Linked DNA regions of Hordeum vulgare: region 2 is linked to region 1. The links are chromatin contacts, called in public Hi-C maps. All regions are on one chromosome and are shown on one strand. Each heading gives the region's core, a stretch centred on a gene start, on an enhancer-like site or on the middle of the called end of the contact. The rest is flanking DNA. Distances are from core to core; before and after follow the strand shown.

The links. Hi-C and Micro-C count contacts between places; a contact is called where the count stands out from the background.
Region 2: a contact with region 1 is called in a Hi-C map of an unstated tissue, with 4 times the contacts expected there. The contact joins two enhancer-like sites. A contact is called at or near these places in 5 of 6 Hi-C or Micro-C datasets (leaf, seedling and an unstated tissue) and 1 of 1 datasets of contacts at active chromatin or transcription factors (embryo).

Annotation. Positions count from the first base shown.
Region 1 is chr2H:67,701,774-67,705,246 of MorexV3_pseudomolecules_assembly, forward strand. No RefSeq gene overlaps it. Among protein-coding and RNA genes, the nearest start is that of LOC123429592, 8.9 kb to the right of the region's middle. Within about 2 kb of position 1,693, at least 1 of the 3 cell types and tissues checked has open chromatin away from gene starts, as enhancers often do. A contact at or near this core is called in leaf, where this site is marked.
Region 2 is chr2H:67,874,897-67,878,369 of MorexV3_pseudomolecules_assembly, forward strand. LOC123425058 (probable mediator of RNA polymerase II transcription subunit 26b) reads left to right here. Exons shown (of 9, transcript XM_045108722.1): 7 at 1-93; 8 at 173-314; 9 at 552-1,007. The coding sequence ends at 691. Among protein-coding and RNA genes, the nearest start is that of LOC123425058, 3.4 kb to the left of the region's middle. Within about 2 kb of position 1,720, at least 3 of the 3 cell types and tissues checked have open chromatin away from gene starts, as enhancers often do. A contact at or near this core is called in leaf, where this site is marked.

The DNA.
Region 1 (3,473 bases), core at 443-2,942:
CGATGGCGACGTCTCCGATGTCGTTTCCTTGTCGAGGCATCGTCGTTTCAGTTTGCCTCATCACGCTCAGGATGCTCCGGGGGAAACCCTAGATCCAGGTCTCCCGGATCGGACGATGGCGGCGTTTTAGTGTCGCTTTCCCTCCTGTGGGCATTGTTTTGGAGCAAGTGTTTTCTAGATGGGACAAGAGGAGGAGTTGTGTTACATCTACCGTAAGGCCGATGTCGGATCCCGGCGGCATTGGCGCTGCGGAGTTTCGACGGCGGACGTGTGTGGATGGATACGTGCAGGATGGTGGTGTTGTGTGATGTCGTGGTGGCGTCGATGACTAGCCTGGCAAGGTTGGTGCGCTAGTACCTGTTCTCGAGATGGATTAGTGAAAGACGATGGTAGTGGCCTCTCAAAGTGTGTCGGGCCGGTTTGTGACCCAGTTCCGGCATTGTGGCTTGGCTGGGGCATCCAGCTTTAGATATTTGGTTTTGGTGTGATGTCTGTTTGGTATTAGGCTTGAATTTGGCACGCCTTGATCAATGCGATAGGAGTAGCGACAGTTGTGTTGCCTAGATGGTGGCTTCAGATATACTGATGTATTATTTTGTAAGGTCTCTGTGAATAATTAATAAAATGGTTGCATTGTCGAGATGCAGAGGCCGGGGTATATCCTCCTTTCTAAATACCGGTAATATGAATTACCGTCGTAAAACATACCATAATCAATTTATTTACACTATAGGTAATCATCTACAGTAACCCTGATTACAATACGCCCAATGTCAAAGAAGGGATGTTGTGCTTATATGATGTTTCTCTTGAGATTTAGCATTGTTTTAAAATTCTGCCAGTGTTGTGACGTTTAGTGAATTCTCGAGTTGTTTTGCTTTTATAACCTATTATATGTGCACAAACTATCACATCACTTGACTAGAATTCTGTACAGGAACCTAAATGTCATTTTACACGTATTTTATTATTTATATAGTTCTTTTTCAAATGAACACCCATATCTAATATTTTTTTTTACTTTGGCATGTTACTTATTTAAATATGATATTCCTGAGATGTTATTTTAGAAATATTTGCTATCCAGTCCTTCTATTTTCATTCTGAAATTATTAAAGCTCGAGAGTGACATTCATATCTGTTTGCGAGGCTGCATTTTTAACGGTTCATTATTTTTAGAAGGGGTTAAATTGCTTTGTAGGAACCGAAAGAAAAAGAGTGATGTTGATAGTGGTGGCAGAACTTTTTAATTCATGTATCCTATATCACGAGTCATGTTATTTGAAACATTTTATCTTTTAGTATCTCAGTCATTAGTCATGTACACATCACTGAAAAAAATAACATATACATTTTACTATGTTTGTACTGCACCCTTTATATAATTTGCATGTGTCAAATGTTAAATTATATTGCTTCCACACTTGGTTAAATTAATAGTAATTTCAAGAAAGGAATGTTGTAGATGATTGTAACAATTTGGTTCTTTCAATTTTGCCTATGCTTGTCGATGGTATGCAAATAATGTCGTGTCTGATCTATCCCTACTAGTAAAGCACCTATTGCTTCTGTGATACGTCATTAATATTGTTTTTAAAATTCTCTAATATTACCCATCAATGCCACATATAAGTTATAAAAAAGGTTTTGCAGGGAATCCTCGCATGGGCCGGCCCAAGGATAGGGACCAGCTATACTACGCTCTGCTTGGTGGAAAATAAACGGCACGCCCATTTGGGCCAGCCCATGGGCGGGGACCTGTTTTTTAGTTTTTTAATTATTATTTATCTGTTCTTTTTTGTTTTTTCTATTTCATATAAATCAATAAAAACTTTAGAAATTCAAAAAATTATATTTACATAAATGTTAGCATAGGGACCAGCTATACTACGCTCTGCTCAGTGGAAAATAAACAGCATGCCCATTTGGGCCAGCCCATGGGCGGGGGCCTGATTTTTAGTTTTTAATTATTATTTATCTGTTCCTTTTTATTTTTTCTATTTCATATAAATTAATAAAAACTTTAGAAATTCAAAAAATTAAATTTACATAAATGTTTGATAAAACATAAAATATTTGCAAATTCAAAAATTGTTTGGGATTTTTGTAAAAATATTTGCATATTAAAAGTATCGTAATTTTGGAGAAAACATACGTGAATTAAAAAAAGTCTATCATTTTGAGCAATTTCTTTAACGCAATTAAAAAAGGTTGATAATTAAAAAAATGAATTATTCGCCAATTCACAAGAAAATACTTAAAAATAGTTCGTAATATAAAATATTGTTTGGAATTTTAAAAAATGTTTATAAATAGTAAAAGATGTTTTCGATTTTAAAAATGTTCCCAAATTTGTATAAATGTTCACGAATGATCGAATGTATGCAGTTCAACAGTAATGCTTTCGAGTCTTTCAGATTATATACCTGAGTGAATTTCGAAGAATTAATTGTCAGGGTGGATCGGAATTTTATAGTATATTTTAAAAAATGTTTCTTGAAATTCAGAATAATTCTTTGAGTTACCAAGTTTTTTGCCAACCATGATATTTTTAAAAAAATATGAACATTGTTTCAACTTGTGAATTGTGAATAAAATTAAAAGAAGAAATATTTTCTTGCATCTGTGTACAAATTTTCGAAATCATACGATGAGATATGAACATAATGTGATCATCGCCATTGAAGATGGTGTTTTTTTTCTTCTGTTGCAACGCACAGACCTTTTTGCTAGTAATAGACAATAAGAAGATAAAATAGCCAACTCTTTTCCATGATTGCAACACCCAGAACAACTATCTCTGACCGTAAATAATCTTATAATATCATATAAGATTTCGAGTGGTGTTGTGTAAAAAGACTGCTTGTGGCAGCTTGCATTTTAAACAAGTTCAGTTTGATTGCTCATTTTGTGTTTGTGTTCGCCTCAGGAAAATTAGAAGGAAATCAAATATTCTTTTAGCCTTCTTCTCATTTGTATTTACATTACAACTGCTATTACTTGTGATGATGATAGTTGTAGTTTATATAAATTATCAGTATTTATAACTTATAAGTAACACTACATTGATGTCTCTCTTTGCTTTGCTACCTCTCTTCGAATTTAGGAGGATCTAGGTAATATTTGTTCGATTGATTTTCCTTATCATTAATGCTTTATGGGAACAAAACAATGATCATGTTCTTCCTTTTTCGGGTGCCTTATTTGCTTTTGCCTTTTCATCAATTTTTGTTCCCTCTTTTGAGTTATGACCCGTGTGGATATTTTGTGACCATGATTGTGTATGTCGATCTATAAGCACGCCCTGATTTGGTATGTTGTTGCTCTACCTACAATTGAACAAGAATCTCTTTGTGTAGTTTGTGATCTCTCAACCACCTCTCTACTTTTGAACCTCCTCAATATCAGTATTGTAATTCTAAATCTGATCTATGTGGGTTGCATGTCTCAGCCCCCATTTGGATTTATTCTTG
Region 2 (3,473 bases), core at 470-2,969, 170 kb after region 1:
GCAGAGTCGGGTCCTGGGAGACCTCAAGTGAGGCCTAAGCAGCAGCAGGGTGCTTCGCCCGCTCAAGGCAGACCGCAACCGGTGCCATCTGATGTGAGCATATTGCACTTTGAACATAATCTTTGTGCTTGTCTCATTTATACTAATCCTAAATTATCCGTCTGCCCTGTAGAAACCTGCAAGCAATCCTGATGCGAACTCGCTTCGAGCCAAGCTAGATCTTGCAAAGAATGCAAAGCTAGAAATGGCAACTAACTCGAAGCTAGAGATGACAAAGCGAAAGCTTCAGGAAGGGTACCAAGAATTCGACAACGGTATGTGTTTGACCATGAAACTTTGGGTTTGTTTGTTATTATTATCCGTGGCTACGTCACATAATTCCTGGCTGTAAATTATGGCTTGAACTGGTCTGATTGCCTCTTAGCTTAGATTGTAACCAAACAGTCAAGTAGGAATACTATTTTTTGCCAAAGAGAACATAACCAGTGAACTTCACTGCTTCAGCTTTATATGTGATTTGAGTAATGATGTCAATTTTACCGTCATTGCAGCAAAGAAGCAGAGGACTGTACAGATGGTGGATCCGCAAGATATACGGAAGCAGGGGAACCGAGGGTGGCAGCCGAGTGCCAAGGCGAGGAACAACAACAACAGCAGCAACACCAACAACAACCGGAATTGGTCGAAATGAGGCGCCGATTCCCTCCATCTACCGTTAGAACATACCTTTGTTTCATTTCCGCCCTTGGTCGGTCGGCGGGCGGCGTAAGAGCCCAGCCCGGTACATAACATCAGCAATAAGGCTTCCTCGTGAAACTGTGTCCCGGAGCCGCGTTGGCGCTCTCCTGTGTTTGACTCTTTTTTTTGTTTTTGCTCTTGATGATGATGATGATGATGATGGCTGGGTCAGCATTATAGTGTCCGTCAAAACCTGTAAAGATGAGACTAGTTTGTGATACTAATCGATGGTGTTTTTTTGCTTCCTCGGATGGAACGCAAACGGTTCACCAGAGTTGCCGGATGGCATGATCGTGTCCTCTGCTTGCCTTGTCGTGGTTGCAGCGGCCCTGCATTGCCTTTCAGCCTGAGACGCCTTTTGGGGGTATGCATGCCTTTTTGATGAAGCCGGAGTATCTTGTCCTCCCCACACTGCAAATACTTGGACTAGAGCTGGCAGCCCTGCAGATTTTCTTTGCTCAAATGTGAAATGTGCATGGCTAGCAGTGGTTTCATCAACTCAAATTTTTTTACTTCCAAAAAGTGCTTCCATTAGGACAGATTCACTCCATTTTTGTTTGTTTGGAATGATCAATAGTTTATTTCAAGGTTTGCCCTCATTTGGTAGGACACCCACCCACCGGCCTTTCTTGACCAGGACAGTGCGTGTCCCTTTTTCAAACGGGCAAAGGGATCATTCCATGCCTGGTCCGAAATGAGATGAGTCACCTGTACAAGTGTTGAATGGAATCGGTCAGTTTTTAATTGGGATGGATGCCCAGGCCAAAGGGGGGCAGGCTAGCTTTGTGTGAACGCCCTAAACCACGGGCGGCCGCTTTGAATTTTACACTTGGTTTCTTCTTCTTCTTCCTCTTTTCTTGAACAAACGGACGGATGATCATTCACTGCCCATGAATGGTTCGTGCACTACTCTGGCCTTGAGCCCGGAGCCCTGGCGCCACCTGCACGGATGAGAATGACACGCGAGCGGCGACGCCGGTGCCGCTGACGCGTGGGTCCTGGTGGATCGGCGGCTGCATGGCCCCTACTTCCCAGCGTGACCGCCACCCGGGCGTCGGGTGCCCCGCCACCCGGCCGTTTAAATATGGAGGGAAAGGAAAGCATTGGCCCCTCCCCAGGCGGGAGTACTAGTACGTAGTACTACGCACTTGCGGCGCGGCTCGCGGGATCCTCTGCGGGACAAGACCCTGTGGCCCCGACTGGCTAACCAACTCATGACCTGAGATTCCTTCTTCTCCTTTTTTTTAATCTATTCAGTTGGTAAAAAGGTGAAACTTTGCAGCCGTCCATGATGTACAAAAACCGCCAGTCAAATCTCCGGTGCGTGACGGCGTTCTGTTCTTGACGGTGGACATGGAGGCGCTTCTGTTCCGTCGCGTACGCCGTGCACTTTCGAAAACGTCTACTGAAGCTACTGGCGGTATTGATATTATTCTAGTTTTGGACTGTCGGGAGGAAAAGTTAATAATCTTATTAAGAAGGCACTTGCGCCGCCTAAAGACGGGTTTCCCTCTTTGAATACTAACACGAACGCTACGCAATCAAAGAAAAGATTTGCGAGTCGCCGAATTTATGTTCCGTGTATTGCAAGTTGGCGAGAAACCCATCGATCAGGTTGTACAATAAAATAGCACCGGTGTTGTCAAGCTTGAAGCAACCTCCACAATTTTCAACATAATCCACAAGTAGAAAGTATATTTTCCTATTAAGCAAGGAGCAAGGTCTATATCGTACAATAGTTCTCGGCAAAACTGCGGTCCATCCGGGAAATGTCTCTATCAATACTGATATGGCGGTAGCATTGTTCTAGCTTTTGGATTCCGGGGAAGGAAAATATAAACATTTCATAGGCTTGAAATTTGACTTTTCATCTTCTAAAGATGGTAATCGGTTTCGAATTGCACGCGGCCTACTCAACCATAATCTTTCTTTTTTGCGGGTGTACTCAATCAATAATTTCAATCATGTGGTCACAGATTGGAACTAACTAAGAAAGTCATATCTCGAACTAAAATTTATGCACGCTCTCTCCGGCCCAGAAAAGAAACCCACCAGTTCAACACTAAAATAGTACTCCTTCCGTTCGAAATTATTTAGCACAAAAATGATAAAAGTAAATGTATATATATAACTAAAATACATCTAGATACATTTATTTTCATGACCACTATTTTCGAAAAGAGCGAGTATTATACTTTACTTTTTTTCATGATAATATGCATGTCATTCATATCATAAAGAACAAAATACAAATCACGTAAACACCGACATGATAAAACTAAAAAGATAGCGAAACATCTCTGAGTTTAACACCAACGCTCGGTACCTGACTCCGCCATCACCGTAACAAACATCGAAGAAAAAAATGACGGATCACCTCCTTACCCGAGCTCGACGAGGTTTCATCGTTGATATGCATCTTTGCGGACGTCCAAGGTGGCTCATAAAAAATGAAGCCCTTATTGTTGAATGAATCAGATTGGGATAAATACCCGAGACACGTCATCAAACTCCAGATCTGGCATCCCACCACGACTAAGACGCCGAAGAAGGAAACCATACATGCCATCCACGAACCACAAATCCAGCACGCGTCCCGTCTTCTAGATATTGTCGATGCACATCACAACTTGCATCTGCTCCTGTACTACCTTCCAAGTTTCGTATCGATGCTGGAGCAAACATCGTCGCAATGGCGAAGCCCGAGGACACATGTCCACCACCAGATTACGGTC